Regions from separate parts of the Sus scrofa genome. Here region 1 is linked to region 2. A link is a contact called in public targeted proximity ligation data. All regions are on one chromosome and are shown on one strand. The core of a region is the stretch at or near the end of the contact, and the rest is flanking DNA. Distances in the headings are between cores, read along the strand shown. Region 1 overlaps ECM1 (extracellular matrix protein 1). Region 2 holds the start of ENSA (alpha-endosulfine).

The links.
Region 1: a targeted proximity ligation map of skeletal muscle shows a contact between it and region 2. A contact is called at or near these places in 7 of 47 Hi-C or Micro-C datasets (brain, embryonic fibroblasts, heart right ventricle and 2 more) and 2 of 2 datasets of targeted methods (alveolar macrophages and skeletal muscle).

Annotation. Positions count from the first base shown.
Region 1 is chr4:98,611,648-98,616,891 of Sscrofa11.1, forward strand. ECM1 (extracellular matrix protein 1) reads right to left here. Exons shown (of 23, transcript XM_021089909.1): 23 at 4,129-4,768. The coding sequence ends at 4,538. Among named protein-coding and RNA genes, the nearest start is that of ECM1, 19 kb to the right of the region's middle.
Region 2 is chr4:98,526,067-98,530,723 of Sscrofa11.1, forward strand. It overlaps ENSA (alpha-endosulfine), which reads left to right and starts at 1,836. Exons shown (of 4, transcript XM_021089895.1): 1 at 1,836-2,035; 2 at 3,712-3,837. The coding sequence starts at 1,982.

The DNA of each region.
Region 1 (5,244 bases), core at 1,579-4,078, 87 kb after region 2:
ACCCACGGCTAAGAGCCGACCCTAAGTCAGTGGTTCTTGCCTTTCTGGATCACAGACCCCTTTGAGAATCTGATGGAAGCTATAGACACTCACCCCAGAAAAATGCACTTGTGCACACATGCGTGCACGCACACACACACATACACACGCACAAACGCACACTTTAGGAAAGTCACAGATGCCCCTCAGAAGCCTTTCCATGGCAGAGTTCCCATCGTGGCTCAGGGATAATGAACCCGACTAGTATCCATGAGGAAGCAGGTTTGATCCCTGGCCTCACTCAGTGGGTTAAGGATCCTGCGTTGCTGTGGCTGTGGCGTAAGCCAGCAGCTCCAGCTCCGATTTGACCCCCTAGCCTGGAAATTTCCATATGCTGCAGGTGTGGCCTTAAAAAGAAAAAAAAAAGGAAGCCTTTATGTGGCAAGCAGGTGATGGGGACAGACCTCTGAGGTGAGTACTTCAGCTAAGGGATGGTCTCCAGTCTGGAATAAAAGGGCAAGACTTTGAGTTTTAAAAGATTTAATTTATTGAGAGAATGGAAATAAAATGCCATATCTACTTTTTTTTTTTTTCTTGTCTGGCCTACACCACAGCCACAGCAATACCAGATCCTTAACCCACTGAGCAAGGCCAGGGATTGAACCTATGTCCTCATGGATATTAGTCAGATACGTTTCTGCTGAGCCATGATGGGAACTCCCCATGTCTACTTTTATTTACTGTACCAAAGAACAGAACAGAAAGCAGCCTGTCTTGAAACCCTCATCTTTGAATCAGTCTAATTACCCAACTTCTCTCCCACACCCAGATGGCTAAACACTCACTGCTGGAGGAAATCTCGTAATTCTGCAGACTTATGCCAATGCACATTTATGGTTTCTAATCCCAGTTGGGTCTTTAACACTACTTGGCGACTCTTACTTAAACACTCACACCCAGTTCTCACAATGACCATTCCAACTCTTCTGTAATGATTCTTTGAGCTTTAAGCTTTAAGAGTTTTCAGAGTTCCCGCTGTGGGTCAGTAGGTTAAGGACCTGGCCTTGTCTCTGTGAAGATGTAGGTTCAACCTCTGGCCTCAGTCAGTGGGTTTAGGATCTAGTGTTGCTGCAGTCTGCAGCATAGGTCGAAGATGTGGCTCAGATCCAGTATTGCCATGACTGTGGTGTAGACCGGCAGCTGCAGCTCCAATTCAACCCCTTGCCCAGGAACTTCCATATGCTCCAAGTGTGGCTGTAAAAAGAAAAAAAAAATTCATGTGTTAGAAGAAAAATTGCACATTTTAATCCACATCCTCCAGGGTTTTTATTGTTTTTCCCTCTGCTTGTGCTCTTGACAGTCTTATTTATTTGTTGGCCTGGATAGTTCTTTCTTTCTTTTTGTCTTTTGTCTTTTTATGGCCACACCCTCAGCATATGGAGGTTCCCAGGCTAGGGAATCAGAACTGTAGCTGCCGGCCTACACCACAGCCACAGCAATGCTTGTTCCTTAACCCACTAACCGAGGGCCAGGGGATCGATCCCGAATTCTCATGGATACTAGTCAGGTTCGTTAACCACTGAATCACGGCAGGAACTCCAAGGACAAATTTTTTTTATTAATGATTTTTATTTTTTCCATTATAGTTGGTTTACAGGTTTACATATTCTTTATAACCAGAACTTAGCACTCTGCTCAACACAAAGCAAATACTGTTTACTTTAACTGAAATTTGCATACACCCAGTGCATTGTTCATCCTCTCTTTCAGCAAAATCCTACTCAAGCTTGCATTTCCCAGGCCCCTCCAAGTAGTTAGTCTCTGACTCTTTTATCTGAACCTAGTACATTTTATTTTACTTTTTTTTTTTTTTTTTTTTCGCTTTTCATGGCCACACTTGCAGCATATGGAGGTTCCCAGGCTAAGGGTCCAATCCGAGCTACAGCTGCTGGCCTACACCACAGCCACAGCAACATCAGATCCGAGCAGTGTCTGAGACCTACACCACAGCTCACCAACGCCATATCCTTAACCGACTAAGCGAGGCCAGGGATGGAACCAGCAACCTCGCGATTCCTAGTTGGATTCTTTTCCACTGTGCCACTACGGTAACTCCTTATTTTACTTTTTTTTCTTCCAGTTTTCTTGAGATATAATTGACAAACAACACTATATTGAATTTAATGTTTTAGGTTTATGCAACTGAATGCAACTGAATTGCCTTAAATATTAACACTTTCACCTTTTGGTATCTAACTTTCGTATCCATGCTTCTGGGCTCCATCAAAAGCCTCCTCCATTTAATAATTCACCTGAGGATTTCCCTGGCGGCTCAGCGGGTTAAGTATCCTGCGTGGTGACTGCTATGGCTCTGGTTACTGCGTTGGCCGTATACTCAACCCCTGGCCCCACATGCCCTGGGTTGTGGCCAAAAAAAACCCAAGAAAGTTCGCCTATTCCTAGAGAGAATTACTTCTTTAAATTCTCGCTCATGATGCCTTTACCTCTTTAGCGCTTGACGTTCTTTTATTATAGCTGCTTACTGTTGCTTTCCTGGCTTCCCTCCTCTTCACCCCGATACATTCTAAACTCCTCGGGGCTGGGACAGTGGTCCAACTGGTCTGACTCCCTCTCCAGAGCGGGCCCTGCGCTTTGCAAATACAGTCTCCGGGAAGCTGCTGGAGAGCCCGTTACAGGTGCCTCTGCTGGCGGATCCTTCCAGCGGCTGGGATCCCGCCCAGAAAGCTGGTTTGGACTCAGACAAGGAGGGCAGACGGAGTGGATAGAGGCGGGGACTGAGTCGGCCCCCGCCTCTAATCTCCCAGTCCCCACCTCCCAATCCTCTGCTCCTAGACCGGCGGTTGGAAAGGAGCCAGAGATCTGCGCAGGCCCGCTGACGCTCTTCGAGAGAGCCCAGAGGAGTTGCTAGCGCAGGGGCCGGGGCGCGGCGCCGGTCTCGCTCGTTGTCCCCTTTGCTGACGGAGAGGCGGAAGGGCTGCTAAAACTCTGCCTGGTTAGAAACCGCTGTGCAGGCAAATGTAAATAAGCAAATAAATAAAAGGGGGTGGAGCAGCCAGGGAGGGAACCGCGGGTGTCGGTCTTAGCTGGGGCGGGACAGCAGTCCTGATTTCACCCTCTTTCTCTGTAACCTGGCCCGAGGAGTCCAGCTTTCTGGAAAGTTGTCCAGACAGCAGAATCAGAGAAGACTCGTCCCCGCAGGACCTGCGTCTTCATTCAAGGTCTTTTAGCTCCAGGCTGGAGTCTCCGGTTTCCTGAAGGGCAGCCTTGAAGGGCCGAAGGGTCCCACCGTCCTGTGGTGTCGCTCTGGTCTGGCTACTGCGCCCTCCCCTCAGGCACTGGCATGATACTGTGAGAACTGGCCTCCCAGGTTCCTGCCTGGCAGTCTGCCTACTAGACATTGTAAAACGCAAATCTGAACACATCCTCTGCTTGAAACCGCCGGATGAGTCAGATGAGCCCAAGGTCATGGGCTCCTGCTGAACTTTCCGGCCACATCTGGGAGAAATGACCCCTAGAGTCAGGTCCTTTCAGCCTTTGTGCTCCTGCAAGAGTTGCCCCTTCACCTGGGCTGTACTTCACCTTGTACCTCTACTTTCCTCCTGGAGAAGCTCCAACCTTCCCAGGGCAGAGGCCTTCCCTGATGCACTGGTTCTGCCCCCAGCCCGGGTTTGGTTATCAGGTGCTCCGGAGCCTTCCGGCACTCTGACAGCCCTGATGAACCTGATGGTAGGAACTGTGTGTTTCTTTTCTCTCTCTTTTTTTTTTTTTTTTGTCTTTTTGCCTTTTCTGGGGCCGCTCCCACGGCATATGGAGGTTCCCAGGCTAGGGGTCTAATCGGAGCTGTAGACGCCAGCCTACGCCAGAGCCACACAACGTAGGATCCAAGCCGAGTCGGCAACCTACACCATAGCTCACAGCAAAGCCGGATCCTTAACCCACTGAGTGAGGCCAAGGATCAAACCCGCAACCTCATGGTTCCTAGTCGGATTCATTAACCACTGAGCCAAGACGGGAACTCCAGAACTGTGTGTTTCTTGAATGTTTTTCCCCCTGCAGTCTAGCACAGTGTGCATGGATAGGAGTTAAACCAATGTATATACTCAATGAATAAACACATAGACACCAGGATCAAAAGTGAAGATTTTAAAATGTCAGGCAGGGCTGTGGCATTTTGGGGTCTCACCAAAGACATGAATCATATCCTTTTCACATCTGAATTCTGATAGCCAGATAACAAAGTGACATTCCTTTTAAATATGTGAATAAATTCAAGACGACAAATACTAAAGTTAAGCTGTTTAGTTATGGTCCCAATAGCCTGTGGAACAACTTCTGCTCAGTTAGTGGGGGTGGGGCAGTGGGCCTCAGGGGCCAGTCACTAAAGAAAATTTGGGCAGGCTTAGGAGGGTGTGTTTGTGTGTGATGTTACAGACAATAATGAGGCCAAATCCAAGAGGTGTTTACTGTAATGAATATTCCAGGAGGGTGGGGTGGGGTGGGGTTCCCCCAATCTGATCCTCCAAGGCTCTGGGGTGACTCACTCTTCCTTGGGCTCAAGGGTGGGGCTGATATTTGTTCCCTGAGTTGGGCCCTGCTCCCCCTGGCCCTTGGCATCCCTAGTGTCTCCAGCCACTACAGCCACATTCCTCAGATAATTAACGTTGAAGCAGTTGACCTGTTCATCCCCAGGACTCAGTTTACAGCAATGGGCAGAGTCTCGCCAGAACTTTCTTCGGGGGCCACACAGGTTGTCGATAAAGGCTGCTTTCTGGTGAAGGAGTAAAGCAGAGATGATAGAGGGGAGCATTGTCAGAGGGCAGGCATGGTTACTTGGGTGCCCAAAGTCCCCCTTCCTCAGCTTCCTTTTTTTTTTTTTTTTTTTTTTTGCTTTTTTGGGCCACACCAGCAGCATATGGAGGTTCCCAGGCCAGAGGTCGAATCAGAGCTACAGCTGCCAGCCTACACCACAGCCACAGCCACAGCCACACACGATCCGAGTCGCATCTGCGACCTACACCACAGCTCATGGTAAGGCTGGATCCGTAACCTACTGAGGCAAAGCCAGGGATTGAACCCGCAACCTCATGGATACAAGTCGGATTCGTTTCTGTTGCACCACAATGGGAACTCCTTCTCTCAGCTTCTAATGCTCTCTCCTTGGATCCCTTCTTGGGGCCCAGACAGCGTGCAAGGCTGCCTTCCAGAACTAGATTCCTTGTGATGGACAGATGGGAACATCTGGAA
Region 2 (4,657 bases), core at 586-3,085:
ATCTCTCTCCTGTTTTATTAAATTATTCACTTATTTTTTGTTTTGTTTTTCATTTTTTATTTTTAGGGCCATACCTGCAGCATATGGAAATTCCCCAGGCTAGGGGTTGAATCAGAGCTATAGCTGCCAGCCTACACCACAGCCACAGCAACTCAGGATCCATGCTGCATCTGTGACCTATACCAAAGCTCATGGCAACACAGGAACCTTAACCCTCTGAGTGAGGCCAGGGACTAGACCCTCGTCCGCGTGGATACTAGTCATGTTGGTTACCGCTGAGCCACAACGGGAATGCCGCCACTTCTTTATCCTGGCATTCAAAGCCCTCCAGGTTCTGGACTCAATTCTATTTTTTTGGCCTTCATGCTGACCCCATCACCTAGAATACCCTTTCTTCCTTCACCTTTACCTGGCAAACTTCTAAATTCTTTAAAGCTGTTCAAATACTCACCTCCATCACAAAGTTTTTTGTTTTTGTTTCTGTTTTGGCAGGGACTCTGAACCTTCCTTTGAACCCCTATACCACTTTTATTAACAGTTTTATTTTAATGCTGACCAGACTTTGCCTCATATGATAAAAGCTGTGTTTTCTATGCTTCTCAAACTTTTCCATTAGAAGTATATCTAATTATACAGAAAAAATGAACGGAAAGCCCCAGGGCTGTCACAATAGGCTGCCTGGAATATTAATTTTTTTTTAGGGCCACACCCACTGCCCACGGAACTTCCTATGCTAGGGGTTGGATCCGAGCTTTAGCTGCCAGCCTATGCCACAGCCACAGCAATGTGGGGTCTGAGCTATATCTGCGACCTACACCACAGATCACAGCAACCCCGGATCTTTAACCCACTGAGTGAGGCTAGGGATCGAACCCGCATCCTCATGGATCCTGGTCAGGTTTGTTACCACTGAGCCACAACAGGAACCCCAAAATTAAATTTTAATGTGAATTTTTCAGTGTTATTATTAGACTGTTTTAATACTTAAATATGCTTTTTGACCAACACTCTAGGAAGATATGTCTATTTAACCTCAAGGATTTAGGGTACACCTGGCACTCTGTGAAAAACCTAACCCTCCCCACATGCCCACTAAACTAAGCTTTCTAGAGCAGACACTGCCTTACTACATATGTATCCCCTGTAAAAACAATACAGTGCCATCTACAGATGCTAAAAAAATACGGTTGAACTCTGACCCAGGATAGGTTAGCAAGTGTTAACTGTATTTACTAAATGTTTACCATGTACCTAGACATTTGTTGTTTCAAAAGAAGCTTATTCTTCATGGGACGACCCTGAACAAGTAAAAAAAACTGTACATAAAAGTAAAACCACGGAATGTAAGCCATCTGTGTTCTGCAAGGCGACTCAGTCTCTCCACATGGCAAGTGACACACTGGAGTAGTGTGGAGTACCACTTTAAAGTCCACTCTGACCTCTAAATTAATTTCTGGAGATTGATCATTTTCTGCTAACACTGAGCAAAGTTTAATCCTCTTTAACTGACAATAAAAGGCTTACATCCTCTCGCCCTGCATTTTGAAGCCCAGCAAAGCCTACTGCGCGCGGGGCGGTGGAGCGGAGGAAGCCTGACCCCACCAGAGCAGCAAAAAAAAAAAAAAAAAAAAAAAAAAAACCTAGCCGTACCGCCCCCTAACAGCCCCCACGGGTTTCCAATTGGTCCCTGTGGTTCATTCCCTTGGCAGATTGGCCTTCCAGCTTGCCCGTCGCTTCCACAGACCCCACATTTAGCTAGCAACTATTGGTAGATCGTTACGTCATTGCCCCATCTATCCTGCTCCCATTGGCTCGCACATGAAGGGGCGGTCATAACGTCACAGGCAAGAGCCGCCATTTTGACTGAGCAACCCTAGTGACAGGAGCCGAACAAGCCGCGCAGGTTGTCCCGTGTCCCCTCCCCCTTCCCTTCTCCAGTTGACTTCCCGGGTCCCCTACACTCCACAGTCCCGGCCCCGCCATGTCCCAGAAACAAGAAGAGAACCCTTCGGAGGAGACCGGCGAGGAGAAGCAGGTGAAATGGAGGGGGTGCGGGCGGGCAAGCTGGGCGACCGTGATGGGGCGGGAGACGATCTCCCACCGGTGCGGATTGGTCGCCATGGTCTCCGGCTCTGCAGGGGTTGGCCGCTTCTTGCGTCGTGCAGGGTGAGCCTCAACAAGGCCTGCTGCTTTGGCGCTGGTTAGTTGGGTGGCTTGTCATTCAGTGTTGTAACCTTTCTGATTGGCCAATGGGTCTTCGGCTCAGCCCTTTGGAGCTGTACTATAATTGGCCGAGCCTGGGCGCGGGGCGGGTGTTTGGAAAGACTCGGTGAATGAAAGGGGGCTGGTGGTCCCAGGATTCTGTGTGTTACTGGTTAGTAGGGGTAAAATGACCCAACATCTAGGCAGGGGCCCGCATTCTAAATCCTCAGAAGATACAGGTCGAGGGAAAGAAGTTTAAAAAGGACCACATTGGGAGAAGGGAGAAGCGGAATTATTATCATGGCTAGTTTAAGACAGCAACTTTCTCGAGAGACCTATTTTGACCACTGGGGATGGCCTGTTGCCCACCTTCAAAGAAGACCGAATAAGATTGAAGAGGACTAGGGCTCTGAACAGAATCACGGAGGTTAATCCTAGAAAAGACACCGAGACAGTAATGACAAAGAAAGACGCCACAATATTCTCCCCAGACTTCCAACTCAGGGGGACTTAGTTCACCCGCAGTTATGCGATGAAAACACGTCAACCTCTTTGGAGATTTGTATTTGACATAACATTTAGTATTGGACTCGGGGATTCATGATATATACCTGGTGTTGTATCTGCCAGTTTTCCAAGAGAAGTGAAAGTAAATCCATTTTAAAAAGAGCCACAGATTGGCTTCAAATCTTTTTTGAAAAGTCACTAAAGAAAAGGGCAGCAGGGCCCACGAAAAGTAAGAAGAGTAACAACGCAGTAAGAGCCCCTGCAAGCTAATTGGGCTCTTGGCATGTTACCCAAACTTCCATCACTTGCCCCACTAGGAAAGATGTTGATTTTTTAGCAAAGCTGGTGGGTAAATGCTAGTGGACCTACTGTATCATGATTTTCCTGAAGTTAAAAACTGTCATTTTAATCCGTTTACTTGTCACCTTCCTATGACAATGTTTATGGAATTGCTGAAGCAATGCTGTCTTGTTACTAAGGTGAAGATTTCTGGAGAAGGCCACAGAGTTATGCTCCTCCAAAGAGAGACTTTTCAGATAACCAGCTTAGAAGGGAACATCTCAGGAGAGTTATCCACTTTGATATCCCATTTGACCTGTATTACGTGTTAGGGACAGCCAAGGAACTTTCCTGTTCATCTTGTATCACCAGAAGCCCTGCTAGCTTTCTCTCTGTCTTTCCTAGCTTCATGTTGAATGAGCTATGACTCGCTCCTTGATTCAAGTATCGTGCTTATATATTACCTTTAACCCAGTACTCACAGGTCACTGGTGTGGTTCCTTGGGTGTAGTGTGAGAAGGAGCATATCTTTCTCTTCTCACAATACAGTCATCTTGGGCTTTAGGGATTTGAACAAAGGTTAGCTTCATTTAAAAATAGAGTGGAGATAGCATATTTACAAGTGGGTAGATCTCCAGGAAAAGGTAAGAGTATAAAAGTTATCAGTATTAGAAGCAGTTGCTTCTCAGTGTTTAATTTTATTGGCCCATTTGTTTCCTCCAGGACACGCAGGAGAAAGAAGGTATTCTCCCTGAGAGAGCCGAGGAGGCAAAGCTAAAGGCCAAATATCCAAGCCTAGGACAAAAGCCTGGAGGCTCCGACTTCCTCATGAAGAGGCTCCAGAAAGGGGTATGGGGCATAATATCTTACCCTCTTTGGAGCCACAGAAAGCCTTAGGGATGAGACCTATGGACGTTGTAGTGAATACTGATTTGGAGGTTTTGTTTGGGGGAAGTAGTAGAGAAGAATTAGAAACTTGGAAAAACAAGGCAGATACTGTAAATACCTGATAAGTTATCAGCTATCTTCTGATCTCCCCTGTAGGAAATTAGGGCTTAATGTAGGGGCATTTGGGCACAAGGTTGGGGGAGTGAGGAAAGGATGTTAGAGTCTGGAATGCTGACAGTTTCCAGACATTTGCCTGTTTAGATGGTGGGAGTTTTAGGACTACACATTTAGGATTTGAGCTAAATTTTAGGATGCACCATTTCAGAAAAAGATCAGACCATCTGTCCTGCAGATTTCCTCAACTTGATATGAATAGCAGATTTCTTCAGACATTTGAAGAGATTTATTTTTCCTGTCCAGTGTGGTCCTTCTCACCAAGGGAGAATCTTACCCTCATAGCCATCTAGCTCCTGATCAGGTTTCTCAGTCCCCAGACGTACCTAAAGCTGACTAAGGGATCGTAAGTCATTAACCTGGAGGGTGTTTCTCCGTGAGGATGAAATGGAGAGGGAAACAGATCCCTGTGGAGAATCCCAGTTATTGTGTCTTAGTCACAGATGATAATGTGATGCTGATTTGCTGCTTACCTTGCTGTCGGCAAGGCAGGCGTGGGCAGGCTGTCACAGCCATGGAACATGTGTGGGAGTGGTAGGAGTCAGAGGAAAGTACATTATCCTCATGAACAAGCCCAGTTTCTATTCATAGTCTGAGAGAATAATTT